2 separate regions of the Arabidopsis thaliana genome follow, and region 2 is linked to region 1. Evidence: chromatin contacts called from public ChIA-PET data. All regions are on one chromosome and are shown on one strand. Each heading gives the region's core, a stretch centred on a gene start, on an enhancer-like site or on the middle of the called end of the contact. The rest is flanking DNA. Distances are from core to core; before and after follow the strand shown. Region 1 holds the start of AT2G09795 (a long non-coding RNA gene). Region 2 holds the start of AT2G09990 (Ribosomal protein S5 domain 2-like superfamily protein).

What was found. ChIA-PET counts read pairs in DNA pulled down with a chosen protein or histone mark.
Region 2: an H3K4me3 ChIA-PET map of shoot shows a contact between it and region 1, with 5 times the contacts expected there. The contact joins the promoter of AT2G09990 here to the promoter of AT2G09795 in region 1. A contact is called at or near these places in 8 of 26 Hi-C or Micro-C datasets (callus, cotyledon, leaf and 2 more), 2 of 2 datasets of contacts at active chromatin or transcription factors (seedling and shoot) and 1 of 3 other capture datasets (seedling).

Annotation. Positions count from the first base shown.
Region 1 is chr2:3,667,261-3,674,452 of TAIR10.1, reverse strand. It overlaps AT2G09795 (a long non-coding RNA gene), which reads left to right and starts at 1,687. Exons shown (of 2, transcript NR_140605.1): 1 at 1,687-2,247; 2 at 2,328-4,547. It also overlaps the pseudogene AT2G09800.
Region 2 is chr2:3,775,490-3,783,233 of TAIR10.1, reverse strand. It overlaps AT2G09990 (Ribosomal protein S5 domain 2-like superfamily protein), which reads right to left and starts at 1,906. Exons shown (of 1, transcript NM_126785.2): 1 at 899-1,906. The coding sequence starts at 1,792. The coding sequence ends at 1,352. It overlaps AT2G09970 (DUF1677 family protein (DUF1677)), which reads left to right and starts at 2,543. Exons shown (of 1, transcript NM_126784.1): 1 at 2,543-3,242. The coding sequence starts at 2,562. The coding sequence ends at 3,062. It also overlaps the pseudogene AT2G09960, the pseudogene AT2G09992 and the pseudogene AT2G09994.

The DNA.
Region 1 (7,192 bases), core at 438-2,937:
GAGCTAGCAACATGTCTACTATTTCAATTTCTTAGATTTTTTCACCCAATCAGAAGGCTCTATTTCACACCCCCTCTCACCAAGTGCGCGTTGAGCGAGTTAGAGCAATTCTATGGGTGTACCCCTTTCGAAATCATGCCTTTTTCAATCGACGCACTTCTCTCTCAAAAACACATCGCACAAGTTTTTTGTTTTTCTGTTTTCATTCTCTAAACCAATGTAAACCAAACCAAAATCAATTTTAAATACCACAACAAATGTAAATCGAATCGCTGAAGCTGCCCGGAACATTTCTAAAACTTTTTACCCTGGAACTGTAAGCCTCACTTTATTAACATGTCTCGCAAAGAAGAAGGTACACACATATATGTAGATCTGAAATAAATAAATAAATAAAAATTAAGAGGCCTTGATTTTGTTTCTCTAAGCAAAAAGGCCCAACTTTGTTTGAGTTGTATTAAAAAATGCCCAATTTTTATTTGGGTTTTGTTTCACAAATGGCCTATTTTGTTTTTTTGTTTGTTTGTTAATTATATTAAATCTAACCGATCTGATTTATTTTTGGTTGTCAGCAATCAATCCGATTTAACCGCATATAAACCGAATATCAATCAAAAACCAAAATTTTTGGTAACAAAATTAGAAACTCATTTGATCAAAAAACATGAAAGATATAACCGATCATTTTAACCATAAGTTGTCGTTTAGCTCGCATACTTACAAGTTCCTAGCGAAAATGGTACAAAAAAAACACATCTTTGAAATCTAAATCTAGTGGTTGACCACATACATCCGTTTTTTGCGAATCTTCGAAATTGACGAAACCCGTTGGTTTATTAGAAGATGTAGTCGGTTAATCTAAGTTATGTACCCATAAACATTGTAACAGGTCATAGTTACCCTAATTTATGGGCCTTCAAAGTCAGTCCATCATCACGTTGACCTATAAAAGCTTAACGCATTATGTTTTTTTTCTCTACTCATATAATCTCCTTGGCTGCAGAAAAAGCACGGAAATCATAAAATCCTAACAATGGCGACTCAACCGGCGAAAGAGTGTGTCCAACATTTTGGAACGAAGAAGACGGCAACGACCGTCACCTACTACAAACATGGCTCGGGTTTGATTAAGCACTGAATCACAGAAATTAATTCATAAACCAAAACATAATCATTATATATACATAAAAGAAACATTTATATTTATTTACATATTTACTTTACCATTGTTTTTTTAATTCGTTTTATACTTATAAATTGAAATCCCTAAAAAAAATTCAATTATTATATTTAAAATTAGAATTCTAATTCCAAATTTCTGATTTTAAATCCAAAACCCTATATTATAAATTCTAAAGTTTTAACTTTGTGCTCAACTTAAAAATTAAATCATAAAAATTTTAATTGGCATCTAATTTTTTTTCATCTCCCTATTAAATTGTCAGAACTAAAATTTGGGCGAAACAATAATAGACAATAAAATGTTCTAAATCTTTGTGGCTACTTTAGAATATATACATGAAGCAAGAAGAAGATTCTTCTTTTTTTTGTGCAATGAAAAAGATTCTTCTTGTACTGAAAACGAACTTATGAAAATTCGTTTGAAGTATTAGTAAACCTCTAATTGAGAAAGAGGGTTTGTCCTTTCTCTTTTACATTGAATACGTTGTCGTTTACTATTGCAACTCAGAGACTTAAGCGGATTCTCAAATTTAGGGTTGCTTATCAATGAAATACACTATCAAATCTCTCTCTATTTCTATCGCTTCTTCTCTTCTCAATCTTTCACTTCTAAACAATGTTATGTTCTTTGTTGGGGATTTGAACCTAGCAGCTTCTTCGTTTGTGTCTTTGGAGTTATTTAATCCATCATCTGTTGTTTTAGCGGTGATTAGCAGGGATATAGAGTTCCTGATTTGAGATCTCGATTAGCAGCAGCTCAAGACATCTCCTTAGCTCATGTTTAAGGATGATGGCGCTCCAATTTATTGATCCCCTTTGGGTCGATCTGAGTTTATCTCACTTGATTCGTGTTCCCAGATCTAGCCTCTTAAGGACAGAGATCGGTTTTCTCTGTTGTTGATGTTCGATTCGTCCTGCGGAGTTGCAATCTTATTGGTTCAAGTCAAGGAGATTCTCGATCTCAAGCTTGTTCGTCAATCCTCTTGTTAGCGCCCTCTTCCGTTTTGAAAAGGGAATGTAAAGGATTTGGCCATCACCAACATCAGAGGAGGGATGTTTGATTGGGTACGCTCTCTAAATCTTAACTTTTTTCTCTTAAGTGGCCACCCTTTTGTAATCTCTAAATTTTAAAACTTTTCTCTCAGTGATTGGGTTTAAATGGGAGTTTTGAATCGCATGTGTTGGTTGGTATGGAGACGAGTATGTATTGAATGCGTCTTTTACTTCAAATTTTCCAATTTATATCGTATTTTGAAGAATTGGGATTGGGAATGTTTTGCGAATCAGGAGTTATGTTATAAATTTTGGGTATAGTTGCTTAAATGGAGTTTTATTTTGTGAATTCAGAGATCGTGACTGGGAAAATATGTTCAGTTTTCTGATATATTCAAGAGAAGTGTTTACAATGCTTTAAATAGATTACAAAAGAATCTTTAAGAGGATCCGATAAAATCAAATCTACAACTATAAAAAACTTGTGGAACAACCTTAACAACTTCTTGTTCCAAACTGCCTGCATATCTCGCTAATACCCTCCCTCAAGTTGGAGCATGGAGGTCTGTAATGCCCAACTTGAAACAAAAACGATAAAACTCTTGTCTTCCCAATGGTTTAGTAAAAATATCAGCAAGCTGAGACTCACTCTTGACATGTAGGAGACAAATGTTTTTAGTTATCACCTCTTCTCGGACAAAGTGGCAATCGACCTCCACATGTTTTGTGCGCTCATGAAACACTGGGTTTGTTGCGATATGAATGGCGGCTTTGCTATCGCAGCGAACATTCATCGGTTGATTGTGTTTGACTCCGAGCGCTGAAAGAATTGTTTTTAACCAAATCAATTCTTGAGTCAAATATGCCAATGCTCGGTATTCTGCTTCTTCCGAGGATCTACTCACTGTCTTTTGCTTTTTCGTCTTCCATGAGATAGGTGACCCTCCCAGCTATATGAAGTATCCAGTTACGGATTTTCTTGATAGCCTGCAGCTTGCGTAGTCACTATCACACCATCCGGACAATTGAAAAGGTGTGTCTGCTCGTAACAATATCCCCTGACCAGGATTGTTTTTCAAATATCGAACCACCCGCAAGGCTGCTCCCCAATGATCTTCTCTCGGCTTTTGCATAAACAGAGCAAGAAAGTGAAAAGAGAACGCTAAATCGGGTCGAGTCACAGCCAAGTATATCAATCTACCCACCAATCTTCTATAAGGTTCAGGGTTGTTTAAAAACGCGGACTTCGACAATGACAAGTCATTGTTTGTTTCCAAAGGAAACGCTACAGGTTTCGCACCAAGTAGTCCAACATCTGAGATAATGTCCAATGCGTACTTTCTTTAACAAAGATACATACCGGTAGAGTTTCTTGCTACTTCAATTCCCAGGAAGTATTTTAATTGGCCTAAGTCCTTCATGTGAAAGCACGACAACAAGTAATCTTTAAAATCATTCATGACCTTAAGTGAGATCGTCGACATACACTAAAACGTGAAGTGACTCTCCATTTGCATCCTTGGTGAACAATGAATAATCAGAGAGATTTTGCTCAAATTCAAATTTTTTAACGCCGTAGACAATTTGGCAAACCAGGACCTCGGACTCTGCTTCAATCCATAAATAGACTTTCGAAGTCTGCATACCTTGTTCGGATCGGTTGCTTTAAACCCTGATGGTAGCTTCATATAAATTTCTTCTTCAAGGTCGCCGTGAAGAAACACATTGTAGACGTCCTTCTGGTGAACATCCCACTTGTTCTTAACTGCCGTATCTAAGAACAATCTCACGGTTCCCATTTTAGCTACCGGCGCAAAAGTTTATCCATAGTCTACTCCTTCAACTTGTTTGTTTCCAAGAGCAACCAGTTTGGCTTTATGTCTCTCCAAGGTGCCATCAGACTTGTATTTGATCTTGTAAACCCATTTACATCCTATTGCCTTTTTCCCTTTAGGCAAATCCTCTATGGTCAACGAATGATTTCTTTCCTGAGAATCAATTTATGAACCCATTGCCCCTTTCAATCTATCGTCTTCCATTGCCTTTTTAAACGATTTTGCCTCTACGCCCTGAGTAATTGCAACCATGTATGCTTTATGTGACTCAGAGAAACGCTCACAGTCAACGTAATTGGCAATCAGATACTCAGATGTGGACTTGTTCTTCTTTGTTTTTGGATTTCCAGTCTCAATCACGAATTCCTTCAATTTTACTGAATGTGTTCTCTGCCTCTTTCCTCGACCCAATTGTTCAGTAGGAAACGATTTCTTTGTTTGTACTTGCGGTGATGTTAATGGTGGAGGTCGTGACGTCGTCGATCGTGGAATCTCTGAGGAAGAAGATGATGGCAAGTTACGAAGAGGAACGTGACGTGAAGTTTCAACTGCAACGTCGTTTTGATTTTCACTAATAATAGCTTCTTCATTATTTCGAATTGGGCTTATGGGCAGCCCATCTGAATTAGTTGTAACAAGTGGGCTTTCAGCATTAAGTTGGCCCAACTGGCCCAATCTTCTCTCTGTTTCTTCTTCCTCGACGTACAAAGAAGCTATGTTAAAATTTTCAGCTTCTTCCACAAATTCTTCTGCAACATCCGATTTAAATGGAAATTCATGTTCAAAGAACACCACATCTCTTGAGACAAAGAATTGACACTTCTCTAGATCATATAACTGCCACCCCTTTTTCCCGTACGGATATCCCATGAATACACATCGACGGCTTCGCGATGCGAACTTATCGCCTCCATGTGATTGGTCGTGAGCATAGCACGTGTTCCCAAGAATTCGAATGTGATCATACACCGGTTTAGCATTGTATATCCGTTCATAAGGAGTCATTCCTTTCCAGACCATACTCGGTGTTCGATTGATTAAATATGCCGCTCTGAGAACACATTCCCCCAAAACTCAATGGGCAAGTTAGCTTGAAACTGTAGAGCTCTGGCCACGTTTAGAATATGTCTGTGCTTTCTTTCAACCCGTCCATTCTGCTGAGGAGTGCCGACGCATGATGTCTCATGAACAATCTCTTGTTTCTTGAAGAACTCATTCAAACTAACAAATTCAGAGCCGTTATCACTTCTTATGACTTAAACTTGGGTTTCGAATTGTCGTTCAGTCATGGCTATGAAGTTCTTCAAAACATTTGGTGCCTCAGATTTTTCGTTAAGCAAATATAACCACACTCCTCGAGAGTAATCATCAACGATAGTTAAGAAATAACGAGCACCAGAGTGTGTTGGAGTTCGATATGGACCCCATAAATCACAGTGAATAAGATCAAAAATCCTTTTCGTTTTATTCTCACTTATTGGAAAAGACAACCGGGTTTGCTTAGCGCGGAGACATATATCGCATGCTTTATTCAAAATTTCAGAAGAAATAACATTTGAGATTAAAGGAAGAAGACCAACTACTTTAGCTGAAGGATGTCCCATCCGTTGATGCCACAACTCGAATGACTTCTCATCTCTAACTTCAACAGATGTTACAGACTCCAAACTCCAAAAAAGGAAGGTCCCTCCCTTTTGCTTACTAACTCCAATCACCGTCCTCGTAGTGCGGTCCTGAACAACAAGGAAATGATCAGCTAACTGCACTACGCAACGATTTTCATCCATCAATTGACAAAGAGAAATCAAATTTGATTGAAACCCATCAACATAATAAACTGATTTTAGTGTCCAATTCGGCCCAAGCCTCACTGATCCTTCTTTAACTGACACTCGTTGTCTCCCATCAGCTAACACAATTCCAACTGGTTGAATATCTTTAACATCCGTTAAGATTTCTAACTGACCCGTCAAGTGATGTGTAGCCCCTGTATCCATTATCCAAGAGGGAAAAGAGTACGTACCCGTCAGTTTTTCGGATTCATAGACTTTGCTAGTGTTAGCATTGAGCAGATTCTTAATCACCTTCCACTGTGAATCGGAGAAACCGGTCACTCCATCTCTGTCATTGTCGGTGATGACGTAGTTAGCGGCTGCATAACCTGTTGGTTCATTAACTCCGACGGCGTTGACGTACGAGGTGCTGCCACGACTCTTTCCAGCCCCTCTGTTTGAGCCTCCACGTCCACGACCACAGCTAGACGTAGAGCGAGATCTCGGTCTATCTCCCCACCACTCTGGATAGCCTATCACGCCATAGCAGCTGTCGCTAGAATGACCCGCTCTGTTGCAGAGTTTGCAAAACACTGACTTATCTCTCTCATCTCTTTGAAATGGTGTAGTGGTGTGGACAGCAAATGCGTTTACTTCTGAGCTCTATTCAACGCCTTTGATTCCATTTCTTACCATATCTTCCTCTTGTCGTACCATATTATATTCTTCCTCCATAGATTGGATCGGAACTCTCAAAACCAAGCTTGACCTCACTGTTCGGAAATGTGTATCGTCCAGCCCAAAAAGGAATTGATGTACCTTGTCTTCTTCAATGTCCTTCTCTTGAAGTGTGCCAAGATCACACTCACACTTACGACACTTGCAAACTCTCAAAGGACGATAGTTCGCCATACTGTCCCAAATGCGAGTTAGCTTTCCAAAGTAGGTCTCAATGGCTAGACCCCTTTGTTTGCAGCATGCTAGCTCGGCTTTGATCTGTTGAATTCTCAGTCCATTAGTGACAGAGAATCGTTTCTTTAGATGGTCCCACAGATCCTTCGCAACATCACGGTGTGAGACGTTAGATCGGAGACTTGGATCAATAGACATCTTTATCCAAGAGACAAGTAACGCTTGAATGGTCCACCAATCCTCCAAATCGGGAGAGTTTTCTGCAGGTCGTGCAATTGAGCCGTCGAGAAATCCAAATTTCTTTCGAGAGCACAATGCAGTTTTCATGCTACAGACCCACTCATCGTAGTTTGTTGCTTGCAGCAACGGGTGGGAAATCACAGCACCGGGGTTGTCGTAGGGGGATATGGTTCGTCGGACTTCAGTGGTCGTCGGGTTCGTTGATGGGTTCATCGCTGCCATCGTCGTAGAGAATCACTTCTCTATTTTCCAATCAAA
Region 2 (7,744 bases), core at 657-3,156, 110 kb before region 1:
GCAGCTTCTGTCTGATCTGCAACCGAGGAGGAAGGAGAGGAAATCCGCTGAAGCAACAATTCGATGCCATCCGTGAACAGCTCCGTTACTATTTCAATATCAGATGGTTTTGGGGCTGGCCGATCATATTTGCTATTGCTAACAAGACACCATCGCGTAATCAACTCATTAATCAAATGGTTGGGCGTCAAACACACTCGATAGAGGACTTGTTTGGATTTGGGACATGTACGGTTATGGTTCATACACTCTGTGATATATCTCTTTTCATAAGTTTGAAAACAACAAGTAAAGAGCAAAATCAGCACAAACACCATATCTTTGTGTATACGCATTTATGTGTAACTCTGTTTCTTTACCTATATGAATCATGATACTGGGTATAAAGAATATACCAACTCATCCAAACACTACTTTGAAGATGCATATGTCTTCGACAACACTACAACCGCAAACCTAGATTCTCGGATTGCTTGTATGAGCTCGGGACTGATCATTTGGCCTCTCTCGATATCATTATCCATGAACGTGCGTATTCCCTTGTTCCGGAATTCCTTCAGAAGGTGACTGAGAAAGGTTCTACGGACGTCTTGCCCGCTGAAGCTTGGGAACACATGGTGTCTCCATGGCAAGGCTGCAATGAAAAATGTGCAGAAATTGCCATGACAAAAACTCAAAAGGGTTGACTTTTTGCTTTACGGATACAAGAGCTTTCACTACGGAAGTGGTGGAACGCACAAAGAGCATAACATTTTGCAACAAGTCAAAAATCACGTCGAAGTAGGAAAAAACTTAGTAGAAAGATCTTTTCGGTTATTAATTACTCGATTTTTGGATCAAAAGTTATTTGGTTCTTTGATTATCGGTCAAATTCACAGTCCCAGTTTCTGATCTTGTTCACAAACAAAAAAAATCGTACCAGGAGAGGTAACAAAAGACTAACAACAATACAACTTGCTTCCAGTGAATAAGTACACAAACGTTACGACTTACGAGATACCAACTCGGAAACAAACTGTAACCAAAATTTACGCGAACCAATATAACAGAGTAACAGACCACTTTGTTAGACGATATTTGATCAGCTATGGCTAAGTAACATCAAGTCACAGCCTTCTTATAAACCCAAGAACCTAACTTTCAATCCAACTATGCAGATGCAATACATCACAGGCAAGAAATAAGAAGCAACGAAATGAAGACAAAATCATATAAGACATAAGTTCTTGGAGAATCACAGTTATCCAATAAATCATAAAACAGAAATTCTAAGAGTCTCACAAGTCCATAATCAAAAACTCCAAAAACCTTGAGATGAATCGAAATTGAAAAAAAAAAAACCCAGCTTTGTTTAACGGTAACTCTTCTGGTAACGAGAACGAGCACCACGACCACCAAACTTCTTCGGCTCACACCTCCTCGGATCCGCCACAAGCAGAGTCCTATCATACCTCACCAAGATATCTTTAATCTCCTTCTTCGACTGCTCATCCACATACTTCTGGTAGTACGCAACAAGAGCCTTCGCGATACTCTGACGGATGGCGTAAACCTGTGATGTGTGACCACCACCGTTGACACGGATCCTCATGTTCACACCTGCGAAACGGTGCTTTCCGAGGAGAAGAATCGGCTCGAAGATCTTGAATCGGAGGATCTCTGGCTGGAAAAGCTCGATTGGGCAACCGTTGAGCTTAATTAAACCAGATCCACGCTTGCAGTGAGTGACGGCCACTGCGGTCTTCTTCCTTCCGAAGCATTGCACAGATTCAGTAGCTGGTTGTGTCGCCATGGTTAGGGTTTCTCCTTGCTTTTGCTCTCTCGTCTGCCGCTAAAATGAAACCTAACGCAGAGAGTCGGATGAAAAATGCAAAATATAGGCTTTTATACCAAGACATTAAACTAGGGCATCCTCTCTAATACGCGGCGTTTTGATAAAATGTTCAATAAATAAAATAAAACTAAAAAATTAAAATCAATATTCCACGTCACTAGTTACTACTATCGTCTCTCTTATAAAACACCAAACATTGCTTCTCCTTCGCCTGCACTACTTCTTCTCTCATTTTCTCTTCCTCATATATTTCCAAAACAATACTTTTTTTTTTCTCTCTTCTGAAGTAACGAGAGATTCGAGTGAATTTTTATGAACTTCTAATGTTTTTTCCGTGAAGTAAATAGAAACGGTAACTTTTTCTATTTGTTTTCAAGAAAAGCCAAAGATAAAAAGCATTTTTAATACTCTGTTTTTGCAATGGTTTTGTTTTGTGAAATTTTTCTCGGAGATGAAAGTAATTTAGAAGACAGAGAGTGGCAAAACGAACGTTAAAAAAAAAAAAATGTATTCCAATTTCTTTTAAGAATCCCTTTTTAAAAACCATTTCTCTGTTTCAGAAACAGAGACAAAACAAAGAAGATATATCACAAGCTTATTGCGTTATCTTCTCATCTTCTGCTACTGATAAAACTTCTCCTCTTGGTTTCTTTATAGTTTCTTATGTTGAAGTAAGAATCAGATTGTTGATCGAAATTTTCTCAACAGGGTTTTAAATCAAGAAACCATGTCTGATAGTGTACTTAGTGATCCAACAATGTTAATTTCAACACCGGATGTAATAATTATCTCAACGGTTCCGGTGACACAAATATCCAGCGATGAGCTAGATTCGGTGACGTGTGACTGTTGCGGATTAACCGACGAGTGTACAGAATCGTACACAGAGATGATAAGAGAGCGTTACATAGGGAAATGGATCTCTGGATTTTGTTCTGAAGCTGTGAAGTACAAAGTCATGAGAACAAAAAGATTTTTAACAACAGAAGAAGAAGCTATGGCGAGACACATGAACAAGTGTAATAAGTTCAAATCCTCAAGCCCACCATCGAATCTGACAAGACATTTGATCTCTGCGATGAGACAGATCTTGAGAAAAAGCTTAGATTCACCAAGAATGCTTAGATCTATGCCTAATAGTCCATCTAAAGACGATCAAGATAATCATCATGATTGTGTTTCTAATGTTTTGTCTAGGTCTGATAGCTGTTTCGCTAGTTTGACTTGAAAAAGCTCATCGTTGAAAATATTGTTTAAAACCGACGGTTTAGGGACCCACTTGAATCAAATCCGGTTTTCTGATCTGAAAATTTCGTCAGTAAACCAAAAATTGGTCTATGTATGTGTTTTTGCCGGATTTGTACTTGTGGAAATTTTTGGGCTAAAAGAATAATATGGTGCTCTGTGTCTTTTATTCTTTCTCCAATTGCTAATATTCGGAATTGTGTCGCTGTGAGCTTAGTTAAACAAAAACAAAAATAAAATGAAAATATGTTTATACTATTCAATTATAATCTACTCTATTATTTGATAATTACGTTTAATAAAGTATGCATGAATTTCGCTAAAATAATAAATTTGCCATAAGGTTAAAAATTTTATGTCATGAAAAAAACCTTTTTAGAAACGCGCGGATCCTTTTGACCCAAATTTTAAAATAATGGGTCATAACTTCTAATCTTGGTCATTTAATTGAATTGTTTTTAGCTGTTCGATTTCGGGGTTTCACTTACAAAACACGCGGATCCTTTTGACCCAGATTTTAAAATAATGGGTCATAACTTCTAATCTTGGCCATTCAATTGAATTGTTTTTAGTCGTTCGCTTTCGCAGTTTCACTTAGAAAACACGCGGATCATTTTACCTGGTATTAAAAATTTGGGTACTCGCCTTTAATCCTGGCCATTGAATTGAGTTGTTTTTAGCCTTTCGATTTCGTATTTCCCAAAAAAAAAACGCGGTTCTTTTTATTCTTTTTTAAAAAAGTCGGATTCTCCGTTTAATCCTAGCCATTGAATAGATTAATTACTAGCCGTACGATTTTGTAGTTTCATGCAAAAAAATTATCTGACTATATATCAGGCAACGAATCGTATTAATTTCATTTAATTTATTGCGTATCTTCGTTTCCAGCATTCGAATATATCACTTCTCCATAATTATAGCACATCTAATATTCCATTTGGATCTTCATTTGGAATTATCTTACATTTTCCACACGTATTCCATATATACATACCCACTTTTACGGTAAATGCTAAACATTTTCCTATAATTATGAGATTTTGTGATATGGAATAAACTTGATTTTCAGGAATAATATCTTTTGCGTATTTGTTTTTTACTTAACCACTTATTCTTATAAATATCGGACCCCTCATTTCAATCTACTCACTCATCTTAGACTCATACATTCATTTCTAATTTTGTTTTTTTTAAATGATGCTCGCTAATCCTCTTCCATTTACTCCTTTGAAATCGCTTAAGCCTTACAAAAACGCTTGGCGTATTCAGGTTAAAGGGGGTGATTGGCACATGACTTCCAGGACTTTAAGAGTATTCTAAAGTCCTCACAGTTTTTTTTTCTACCAATCAAACTTTTTATGCTTTATTTTTTTTAAAGTTTTTAAAGCCATTTTTAATTTTTCTTCTTTATTTCTCCTTTTTTTTAAAACCCTCAAATACACGGTTGTTAAAACAAATGCGTAGAAAACTTGTTTTTTTCTTCTTCCATAATAATTAAAAAATCTCTACAAATTTATATATATTTTGTTTCACAATTTTTTGGATAATTTTTTTTTTTTCTCTTTCTTTTAAAAATGAAAGATCCATTTAACAAATAATCATTTTATTTTTATCATCCTTGTTGGTCTAAATAGTATTCTTCAGAATTCATATACATAAATAATAAACATAGCATGAATCAATGGTTACATACATACATACATATGTAAAGATCTCTATATAAGATATATAATTCAGTCGTTATTTATGTCATTCAATTATTTCATTAAATATTTTTCCTGTTAGCTATTTTTGTTCTTAATGAAATATATTTTAATGCTGCTTAAAACTATACAACTACTCAACCAAAAAGAATCATTCAAAAATATTATCTTTTTAAAAAAGGTTATTATTATTAGTGATAATAATCGATCAAGAATCATTCAATAACTAACAAAAAAAAAAAAAATTGAAACTTACTAAGAAAATAATTGATAACAATCTACATTTGAAATTATTATTGGTTTGTTAGAAAAAAAATAATATTTAAATATCAAATTTGTTTGTAATTAATATAGAATAATAAATAATAAAATTTACAGCTTATATAGCTTTCTGTTGCCAATCAGACTTTAACAGCTAAAGTTTTGAAAGCCAAAGTGTCTACAACTAAATTCTCTACAGCTCAAATTTTTACAGTTAAAGTCTTTACAACCAAAATTAAGAGTCGTTACCAATCGGCCCCTAAATTGCTTCATGTTTGGAGGTAATATTCTGTTAAGGCCGGTGAATCTATCGAAAAGATTTTGGTTGATGAAGCTGTACGTATTATAGTTTTAACATTATATTTTGTCCAGCCTTATAGTGTGGTCAAGCATCATTTTCACTTATTAATGATTATTTTTGTCTTATAGGGTAATAAGATGTATGCTGCTTTGAGAAGAGAGCAGATCAAGAAGTTTGAAAGGTGCTTAACCGAGGGTGTTTGGAAGATCATTACGACCATCACTTTAAATCCTACAAGTGGTCAGTATCGTATTTCTGACTTAAAATACAAGATTGGTTTTGTTTTCAAAACCATTGTCTCTCCATGTGATAGCGTCTCTAATGCTTTGTTTCTCTCCCTTGCTAAGTTTGACGTGATCCTCTCTGGGTCCGCTAACGCTAATATCTTGTACGGTTATATTAAAATTTATATATTAATTTTGACCATACATGCATTATCTCTTCTATAGTCTATATATTCATAGATTTATTCTCTTTGTCTATATAGATGTAATGGTATAGGTTGTTGATCGGTCTGAAATCCAAGATCTTAACGCTAACAACAAGTCCACCAAGAAAATCGATTTCCATTTGAGAGATCAGCAGTACTAACAATCTATATTCATATTCCTTCTTATTTAGATGTTTATTATTTATTTACTATTTACTAATAAATTTATTCTTTTCATTTAAGTGACACTCGCTTGGCATGTACACTTTGGGGGAAGTATGCTGAGATCGGTGACCAAGCTTGCCAGCAGTTAACCGATGGTATTGTTGTTTGCTTAATCCGATTTGCGAAGATCAATCTCTACAACGGTAATTATATTGATATGTACTACTACATATATGTATTGTTTTTTAAAACATGTCCTTTTTTATACACAGATAATAGGAGTGTTTCCAATTCATTTGATGTTTCACAAGTCTTCGTTGATTCTACATTGGACGAGTTGGGTCTTTTTAAGCAAAGGTAATTGTATTTCTATTTCACTAAATATATTTTCTTCTTTATAATATTAAGCACGGTATATTACCTTTATATATAGCATACCAATCGATGGGTTGACTTTAGAAAGTTCTGGATCTTTCCACAAGAGGCTCTATGCACCAAGAACTGGGGATGACGATGGTGATTATCCAAGGCAAATAATCAAGGAAGTCCTTACAGCTACTTATGTACTATTCATGAATTTATTTTATCTACTAACCTTTTATTCTTCTTTTTTTTTTTCTTTTTTTAACTTAGTTTGTGAAATCCTCTTTATATTCATTTGAAGGTGGGTAAATGCAAAACAATTTGTACTGTTTCGGCCATTGATACAGATTGGCCGTGGTACTATTTTTTTTGTCGTGCTCACAACAAGAAGGTTGTCAAAGAGGAAGTTATCAAACTTTAAGATGTCAAGATACCTCAAAAGCCAAGATTTTGGTGTGACATATGCAATGGTTTTGCAAAATCTGTTGTTGCCAAGTGAGTCTTTTGTGAAACCTTTATATTGAATGTATTATGAATTATAATTCGGTGTTTAAGAGATAATAATCCTATTTAACTCTTAGGTTTTGGTTACATCTCCATATTATGGAACAAACTAGGGAAGTTAGATGCATGTTATTCGATAGTCATGCAATGGATATTCTTGGCACTACTGCCCCTAAATTGCTTGATGGTTCATTTGATGAGGTATATCGCTTTTTTAAAAATAAACTCTTTCATTAAAATGACTACGTTCATGTTATAATAGAGTAGATTTTTTCTGTAGATCGAAGACCCAACTGTTTTGCCTGATGTGATCAATGGTTTGAAAGGGATGACTTTTCAGTTTCTATTGTGTATTCAAAGGCAAAACATATTTGGTGGATATGATTCATTCATTGTTGCCAGAGTCTACACCGGTAACATTGCTGATGAAATCATACAGGAAGACTCTGATGCATACGTTGATCCATCATCCATAGTTTCTATCGATCAGGTTTGTCTAATAACATTAAACAATTCCAATCATTTATATTTATATTTTATGGTTGTCTTATTAAAATATTTTTTGTATTTTCATATAAGGTTCCCTTATGCTCACTAATGGTGTTGATCTTTCTGATGTGGATTTGTCATCAACCTCTATTCCATCATCAAAACGAAAAGATTTAGATGATGTTGATGGAAATGATCAGGCTTCCACAAGTAGGAAGAAGTGTTCTAAGATAACCATGCCTGAGGAAGGCTTCGGTGAATGATGCTTAATGACTACTTCATCTTGGATCGTTTTCTTCATTATTATTTCTTTGCTTAAAGTTATCGATGTTGTTTTCATTTTTTAGGTTTTAAACTATCTTTATTTTATTTGTTGTTTTGGAATTAATAAAAAAAATTTCATTTATATGTCGTTTTGTTAAACAATTTTATTATTTTAGTTATATTTA